2 separate regions of the Mus musculus genome follow, and region 2 is linked to region 1. A link is a contact called in public HiChIP or PLAC-seq data. All regions are on one chromosome and are shown on one strand. The core of a region is the stretch at or near the end of the contact, and the rest is flanking DNA. Distances in the headings are between cores, read along the strand shown. Region 1 has its middle 30 kb from the start of Gm34523. Region 2 has its middle 34 kb from the start of Gm34745.

Region 1 (4,456 bases), core at 1,180-3,679:
TTTGTGTATATTTAAATTTAAAAAGGATTGCATATAACTTTACAGGTTTTCTCTTGCTTACTATTTTTCTTTATCCATATCTTGACTGAGGCACTCATTGCCTCTCTACCTTAGACACAATATTTAAAAGCCTTTGACAGAACTGAAGCTGTGAAATGCTTTCCCAGAGTGATGCTGTTGATTTTGACAACAAAATAATGATTTGGTCATCATGTATTATTTGAATGTGTGTTTAGATTTCCAGACAGAATGATTCTTACAGAAAAATAAATAAATAACAGAGGAATTCGCTTTTACACCTTACGGTATCTCTATCTCTTGTGTAGTATTGTTTACCTTACCATAGATTTTTAAATGGAGATGCCTCGACTTAATTTTATGCATTTCAATATATGTTCACCTAGATAACCTATTTGAGTTTTGTTGTTGTTGTGTGTTTGAATTTTCTTGAACAGTTAAATCTGGTAGTAACATTTTCTGGTTCCAGCAGGTGAGTGAACTAATTTAAGCTAATTTATGGGTTAAAACACTGACATATGGGAAAGCCACTTTTTCTTCAATGTGAATTCAACAAAGGCCTCACCACATCCTGCACAGAATGTATTTAAGACAAATACAACATTTAATGTTAGTTTTCAATTGAGACCAAAATACATAATACATACTATAGTTAGAAATGTTAAAATGAGGTCTTCTTTGTGTTCTTGGATCCTAACATGTGGAGAGAATGGGAGTTTGTTTTAATACTTAAACAGCCTTAATAGGAGCCCTAGTCTGACTTGGATTTCACAGAGCTGTTTACAGGAGAGGAAAGTGTGCACTACATTTTAATTATTGCAGAAACTAGGGTCATCTCGGCAAACATTTAATGTTACACTTATGCCTCTTTTTCATTTAACTGTGACCTTTATTTATATTTGGAAACCATATTGCTGAGGAGTAAATCATAAAATGTGAGACTATACTTTAGGTCATTTCTTAATCAGTTTTTTGTTTCCAAAAGCGTAGTCTGAAGGGAACAGAATATTGGCACACTGAAAGGTATTGTGCAGGAAATCTTTAAATGATAGAACTGATAACACTGGATCAGGTTCCAAAATAATATTTAAATAATTGACACTTTAGATAGTAAATAAATTTAAATTATCAGATATTTGGAGTGAAAATCTCCTAAAGGTTTATATTGGCAATAATAAAAGACAAGCATACATGAAAGCAAATTTACATGCATAATATGTTTCTTATATCTATTTTGTATAACTAAAATAAATAGCAAATGATTTCAGAGGTAAATAAGCATCTTTATGCTTATTTAGTAAAAGGAACAAGTTTAAGCACTAAGTAGCATTTTGCATACATACCATAAAATACAAAATAGCACGTGCTTTCTGTTTACGTTGGTTACCAATCTTGATGTTCAAGGGAAGAGTGTGTAAAGTTAACAAGCAATTATTATTTGGCAAATTAGTACTCAACCACCATAAGTAAATAGGAAGCTTGAAACCTATCTGTTATACAGCTTCTTTAATTTGCATAGCACACTGGTGTGTTTGCTTTGCAAATACTTTGCAATGAATCATCATTTGTACTATACAGTCCAAAGAAAAGCAATCAAAATTCACAGCAAGACAATGAAATTAATTATAACTGTTGAATTCTGTGGTGGTAATTCCTCCTCATGCAGGAAGATTAATTGCATTGCACTTTCCTTGCACTCCACTAAATGATCTGATGAATGTATAATCATTTACAGATTTCTCAAATGCTGAAAATTGATTACCTTTGATTAGCTCTGATCTGCACAAAGAGCTCTGACAGAGTATCAGTGAAACATTACAACATTACAGACAAAGTAACAAATGATTTAATTACCAGTGTGCTTATTAATGTTAGATTCCCTGCAGTGATCCTGGCAAATCAGAGGCCTGTAATAGACCTGTGGGTTTCACTGAATTCCATTAGGGTTTAAATAATATTTCTCACTATTTCTCAAATCTTTCTTTTCATGGCTCCTTAATAACTCTAATTAATTTTAATTTGCACAAAAAAATCCACAGCATCTTTAGAAACTTTTAATTAGCTATAAAATAAAACTCTTCTCCTCCCAGGAAGACATATATGATCATCTTTGGAGTAGCCTCCCCAGTAAGTTCTCATTAATAGAAGTTAGCTCTCTGTGATAGTACCACATGTAATTCTCCAGCAAATGTTCAATTGTGCATGTGGCACAACTCTCGTCTTCTAGCTGCAAACAAAACAAGGTTTGTTTTATAAGACCAAAGTTAAGGAACAGTATGGTAAAATGTTTGCACGGAGTGTGGTAAGCACCGTCAGGGCACTTGTATTCTATCATTTGGTGACAATGCATGGCTTGCAACCATTCTGAGGACTATATAGCACAGGAGACGAACTGATTAAGAAACCCCAAGTGTATGCTGAAAGGAATAGAGTATGCAAGAGAACACTGGCCTAGTTAGACACAGAATGTAATGAATAATGTTGGCACAAACAAATCAAGCCCATCTAAACGAATATGAGAGAACATTCAGATCATTTTGGATTGGCAGCTTCTAGGGCTTTCCCCAATTTGATGCCATTATATATGACATTAGATTATTGTGAGGCAGTGACAATAAAAGCCCAGATGATCAGAGGAGTCAAACAGAGCAGCTTAAATTAAAATATGTGTCTACAAGTGTTTCCAGGCAAAGATAAATTAGAGGCTAGGCAATTAAAAGGTTGTTTAGAACAGAAATGCTGATATACAGACAACTTTACAATAATATTTCTTCACAGTGGCTTTGCAGTTCTGCAGCGATGAGGCAAAGGCGCAGGTGTTTCTGGGTGGCATTTCAAAGCCACTAGCTGAAAAACTTAAGATGTGGGACGCACAGCCCCTCATGCTGATGAATATGTTCATTATGCTCAGCGCTGTCAGCAGCAAAGCTATCCATCACAGTGCAACAGCAGAGAGTCGGGAGTCTCTTTTTGTGGAGAAATATTGAAGTCAGATTGTTGATGTCAGAAGTCAAAGTAGAGTTCAGCTATCTGTTTTATGAATCTGCCTGAGACACATTGTGCCTGTGCGCAAACTGATATCTAGCAGAGCTCATTTCAGTAAACGTGTGATTTAGAAGTCAGAAAAACATTCGTACAAACGAACTCAGAGCAGGCAGAGGCTGTGGCACGCATACATAGTTTTTACATTTTAATATGACACCGTTTGGTACTGTTTATCATCTGAAATCCAAACCATATCAACTCTCTAGCTACGCTATTTAAGATCTGTGTACTCTGAAAAAAAAAAAAAATACTCACACAATGAGAAACTATATGAAAGCCCTGCCTCCGCTACACAGGGAATGGCCTTGTTGGACTTGGCTCTGCTTTTATTTTCTTCTTCAAAATGAACCACAAATAATTGGTGAGTTCACTTGACTTTCAGTACAAAAATAGACCCTCTATGGGGTAAAAAATTCAATGAGTATTTACTGGTCCTACACTGAAGCACTTTGAGAAACCGTACTTGGAAGCATGCATCAGATAGCAGAACTGGTCCTCTCTCCTCCCTCTCTCCCTCTCTCCTCCCTCTCTCCCTCTCTCCCTCTCTCCCTCTCTCCTCCCTCTCTCCCTCCTCTCTCCCTCTCTTCTCTCCCTCTCTCCAACTCTCCCTCTCAATATTACTCACTGTATCTGATTATATACCATATGTGTAACCTTCATGCTAGACCTTCCTTGCTGAAGTCTTGGTAAACAGGAACACTCAGGACAAAAAAGAACAGATTCTCTACTCTCAGTTAGCTCTTTTGGACCTAATTTCATTCTTGGCTCACCTTAATTCAGAAGAGAGTCACCTTCTTTCTTTTTCAGTAGACTCTGTTTTCATTCATTTGTGATAAAAATGAATGAAATGAAGCTTGTTTGGTTAGTAGATCTAGTCCTTTTTAATAATAGAACTTTTAAAACTGTTTTCAGGGTAGATGGTACAGCATGGAAACTTGTTTTATTTAAATAAATCTTGAGGATCAAAGTGCAGATTGGAAGTGTATTTCTATAATAAGCGAGGGCTTTGTGTCTCCGAGGGAGTGCATGCTTCGAATGCTATTACTCCTGACAGCCTCTCTGCAAATTTGTAGTGTTTAACAAAAAACAAGCACATTTTTTTCAGTTCAAGCAAGGAAGACTCTTTTATTTTTTGCTGATTTCACCCCTCTTTCTCTTAGCTAGCAGGCCTCAGGGCAGATGATGTCATGATCAGCATCTGCACAGGGGAGACAGAAAGCCTTTAATGAATTGCAAACTTTATTCTATCAAAATACTCTGTCCCAGAGCTTTTTGCCTCCAAATGAGGAAAAGAAAGAAAGAAAGAAAGAAAGAAAGAAAGAAAGAAAGAAAGAAAAGAAAAGAAAAGAAAAGAAAAGAAAAGAAAAGAAAAGAAAAGAAAAGAAAAGAAAAG
Region 2 (4,620 bases), core at 1,359-3,858, 1.0 Mb after region 1:
TTGTGTGACACCAAAGAACACTGAATAATGGTGTTTAAATATTTTTAACTGTTTGAATATGCACAGGGCATCTACACTAATATTGCAAGTAGTTTGGTGACATCTAGTGGCAATAAATGGTGACTTGCAGCCAGAAATGTTCAGATACCACAGCAAAGGAGGCTGCTGGAACCATGAGAATATAGGCAAGCAAAGAAGAGATTTCTTGCCTTCTTGAAAAATTACTTCACACTTATGGCAACTACTATAAAAATGTTGATTGTATAATGCAGAATCTTCATAAAGCATTTAGAATGAACACACATGCACACACACACACATACGAAAACTGTAACACTTCCACCTACAAGAAACGACCATTCATATTAAACATTTTCTCTTCCTCACTTTGTATGTTTTGATGATCTTTCCCACTAAGTATGGAAATTCCCAGTATATAACCTTATAGCCTGGTTTGTAACCATACAGCTGTTTTTGCATGCCGCTTGTGTAACAATGAGAGCTCTGAGAGGACTTGCACTTCACGGCTGGATGCCATACATCGACACGTCCATGGCTTCTGTGTGACAACCCAGGACGGAGCAAGAGCACAGTTGCAGAGAGGGTCTTTCACTGCAGCAGTTTTTAAAGTACTACGTTGTTCAGACACATGACAAATGTGTGCTTTGCATTTATTGCTGTGTTAGTGGAGCCTAAAGACATGAGAAATGATGGGCCTAGACCTTACCACAGACTCAAGCATTCTAAGAAGGAAGAAGGAAGTGTATTTTAAATCACAGAGCTATGAGCAGTGTAAAGCATCTTACACTGGGTGTAGTTAGAATTTCTAGTAAAAGGAGGAGCAGTCGATCCTTAAATGAGAGATAACAGCTGGGTGGGAGTTGAGAGTAAGCAAGAACCAAAGGTACGCTGGGCATGGTGGTGCACACCTTTAATCCCAGCACCCGGAAGGCAGAGGCAGGCGGATTTCTGAGTTCGAGGCCAGCCTGGTCTACAAAGTGAGTTCCAAGACAGCCAGGGCTACACAGAGAAACCCTGTCTCGAAACAGACAAAAAAAAAAAAAAAAAACCACGAAGGTACTTTGCTAGAAGCAAGCCTGAGCAAAGTCAAGAATGGACTGGCATGATGTGGGCTGGTATCCCCCAGGGAAAGCCACAGCAATGGCCCATGTGACTGGAAGAGGAACAGAAGTAGATGGTGGAGGCTTACCAGCATAGTTAGAATATGCACTGAACATTCCTTTTTAAGGACTGCAACGTGATTACGTTAGCATCCTATAAAGTCGTGCTGAGGAAGTATAGCGCACAAATAACAGAGACCAGCTAGTGGGCTGCCACAGCATTCAAAGAATGAGGATGAGGCCCGAACCCCTAAATACTAAAGTTAGACAGAAAGCCGGAGATCCACAAGCTAAGAGAAGACAGACTAAAAGACTCAAATGTGCTGGTCAGCAGAAAGGGCGTGCCAAGGGGCATGTGGGCCTAGGCTGACTATGACTAGAGGGAAATCAGACAATGATTAACTTTGGAGAAATGTATATGAATTTTAAACTGCACACTGACAATGTGGTTCAATGTTAACCCAGCTTTAGTGCTCTTATTAACATATAAATGTGTGTGTGTATGTGTGTGTGTGTGTGTGTGTGTGTGTGTGTGTGTGTGTGTGTATACATGCATACATATATGGTCAAGTTATTAGGGACTTTCTTTAGCAGATGGGTCAAAATTAGTACATCTTCACCACCCCAATGCCAAAGAATGCTGGTACTGTGGGTAGGATGGTTAACATCTCTAATTGGCCCCTGTACAATACCAGGACTTAGGGGGTAAAAGGAGTGCTCAAAGGGTTAGAGACATAATCAAAGAGACTCAAAGGAAAACTAATTTTAGCTGTCACTGAGGTTTGTCTGTATCGTGTCATTAAGAAGACTAAATGACCTGCTGAACTGTGATACTGAGAATGCATTGCTACTGTGGAGAACGGCAAGATGATAGACTCAAGCTGTCTGATGACTCTGTGCCTGTGCCTACATACATACAAAGTGCAGGGGAGAGCTTAGAGGGGCCTGGATCCCCTGAGCAGTGATCCTATGTGCTGTCAGCATCAGCATGCACCGCCCTTGGCATGTGCTACAGCTGCCACTGACAGCGAGCTCAGCTAGGGATGACTGCTTTACAGACATTATTATCTCATTGGAATTCTCCCGAAAAGTCTCTGAGTTTGACCCTTTGATGCTTATGCAAGTTTACATCATTTACCCAGAGCCACTCAACCCATCGGCAGAGAAGCTTAGATTCAAACCGTGCTCTCCAACTCTAAACCTCTTTCTCTCACCATGGCCCTCCCTCACTTTGGCTCTGTTCATTTTTTTTTAACATACCAGGTTCTGTTTTGTTGTTGTTTAATACTTTGCAATGAACCGTGCATGCCTCTAGCTAAGTTATTAATATCAACATAGCTTTTTCTTCATTCTTCAGGCTTGTGGTTCCACAATTGACTTTGTAGTATCTCTTGTTTTGCTTCAGAGCAGATAGAGCTGGTATGTGAGAGACAGGTGGCAGCCAGTTGCTATGGCAATTGCCTGTCATTAATGATAAAGGGTAATTACTGCAGCAAATTTCTGTTTAGCTTGAAAATCTGACTTGCCCCCTCCCCACAGGGGGCACAACCCTTTATCCCCTCTCTACTCACAATGGTCTATCATGTGCCTGGACCACTTAGCATCTCTGCTAAGAGCTAGTGAAGCCTGACTTCTTAAAAACAGAAGAAAGACTAGATGAGTCACGTCTGAAAACAGCTCAGAAAGATTCACATTTCCCACATTTATTGACTGTCTAAACGTGCTTTCCCTTAATTAAAATTTGCCAAAAATACTACAACCCCACACCTTACCCATCCATAGACCAAGTTCAATGATTTTTTGAATGACAACAAGGCTTAATTACTAGACGGTCACAATATAAGAACAAATGACGTTTTCTAACTGACTTACAGAGCTATATTTAATGTTATATCATATATTTAGTGTTATAAGTTTTCCCCAACTCAGCTAGCAGCCCTTCACATTTAGTGTGCCAGAGGCACTGTGAGTGGAGGCTTTCTGTAGGAGTTCAAAATGGGAAAATTTTACCCATGTTAGGTTAGAGACTATGATAAATAAATATTGTCAGAAAATAAATGGCAAAATGAAAACCCAGAAACTGCAAAACAGAATAAAATTAAACACCTGTGTTGTTCCTCGTCTCCTTCCACCCCTGGCATCCAAATATGTCTCCTTCAGCTTCTTCTCAACCATAGTTCATAATCACTTTGCATGCCAGTGAGGAATCCCCAGGCCCTGTTCTCACAAACAAGTAATGGCAGTCCTATTACATAATTATCTTTTTCTTTTTCAAGTCCTCTCTTACATTTGATATCCAAGATATGGAGAAATGGGTGAGATTTGAATCAGAGATAATGTACTGTTCTAAGAACATAGAGTGTGTGCTTTTCCTGGAGACCAGTGTGTCAACACATCTAAAATTCTATTCCCTGAGCTGGGCTTGCTAATCAAGGCTGTGTGTTGCTCTAAGTTTTTGCACGTGGCCATGGAGTACTAAAATGGAGGACATTTAAGAGACTTGGGGTTGTGTAACAAATGTGGGAAGGGGAAAGATATGGTTGTATGGTTCACACCCAGAGCCTGGAGTGTAAAGAGAACGCTTGTCACCTAGGAGCAAGGAAGCATTCGATTTTTTATCAAGGCGGGATAATGCTTTTTCGTCTTGAGAATCTTAAAGCAACAAAGAAAATGAGGGAGTGTGTGCAGAAAGTTGTAGCCAACTCTCTCTTGAGTTTCTGTTCTATGGGCTGGCATATTAGGAGCAAGAAGTCTGAAGAAGAGAGAAAATTGGAAAGAGAATGAATGGGGAAAGAAATGACAAGGACTTCGAGGTCTACAGACACAGCATTGCTACTGGATGTCACTAGACTCAAAAGTCAATGAGCTAGTCTCTTTTGCGGAGGGAAGCTCTGCCTGTTTTAGTCCCTGGTACATTTCAAGCCTCTGCAAGTGTGTTTGGAACATGGTAAACTTTAAGTCAATATTTGCTCAACATGTGAGTCACATCATTTTAAAGTTTTCTGCCACCTTAATACAAAATCTCATCGTCTTTGTTTAAATGTCTATAACCATAAAGGCTACCTGGGCCATAAATTACCACATAGATGGTAGCTGTACCAGTCAGGGCAAGCAAGACCAAACAAAACCAGATGAAATTTTAATATACAGCCATGGATTCCTTGCTTGTTTTAAAACTTGGCTGCAAATTCACTTCTGCAACTTGCTATTAACTAACATGGAGGGGAAAGATAGATCTTATTTGTAGGCTTGCTTTTAATAGGGGTAATGGATTCAAAAGATTTAAGAAAAAGAAAAAGCTGGTGGAAAGATAAGAGTGCAGATCAGACACAAAGATTCCGAGGATCCAGAAGAAAGGAGGCTCAGTGTTCCTTCCTTTTACGTCTGCTGTTCCTTTCCTCTTGTATCTTACTTCAGGCTGGCTTTGTCATGGAGGAAAGGCAAATGTCTGTATTGCTGTTTCTCTGTCTCCCTTCTTCCTTAGGATAGCATTGACTCT

The links. HiChIP or PLAC-seq counts read pairs in DNA pulled down with a chosen protein or histone mark.
Region 2: an H3K4me3 HiChIP or PLAC-seq map of embryonic forebrain shows a contact between it and region 1, with 7 times the contacts expected there. The contact joins two enhancer-like sites. A contact is called at or near these places in 3 of 484 Hi-C or Micro-C datasets (cerebral cortex, cortical neurons and neural progenitor cells) and 3 of 115 datasets of contacts at active chromatin or transcription factors (astrocytes, embryonic basal ganglia and embryonic forebrain).

Annotation. Positions count from the first base shown.
Region 1 is chr12:50,189,487-50,193,942 of GRCm38.p6, forward strand. No RefSeq gene overlaps it. Among named protein-coding and RNA genes, the nearest start is that of Gm34523, 30 kb to the right of the region's middle. Within about 2 kb of position 2,430, at least 12 of the 459 cell types and tissues checked have an H3K27ac peak or open chromatin away from gene starts, as enhancers often do. A contact at or near this core is called in cortical neurons, embryonic basal ganglia and embryonic forebrain, where this site is marked.
Region 2 is chr12:51,188,328-51,192,947 of GRCm38.p6, forward strand. No RefSeq gene overlaps it. Among named protein-coding and RNA genes, the nearest start is that of Gm34745, 34 kb to the left of the region's middle. Within about 2 kb of position 2,609, at least 6 of the 459 cell types and tissues checked have an H3K27ac peak or open chromatin away from gene starts, as enhancers often do. A contact at or near this core is called in cortical neurons, embryonic basal ganglia and embryonic forebrain, where this site is marked.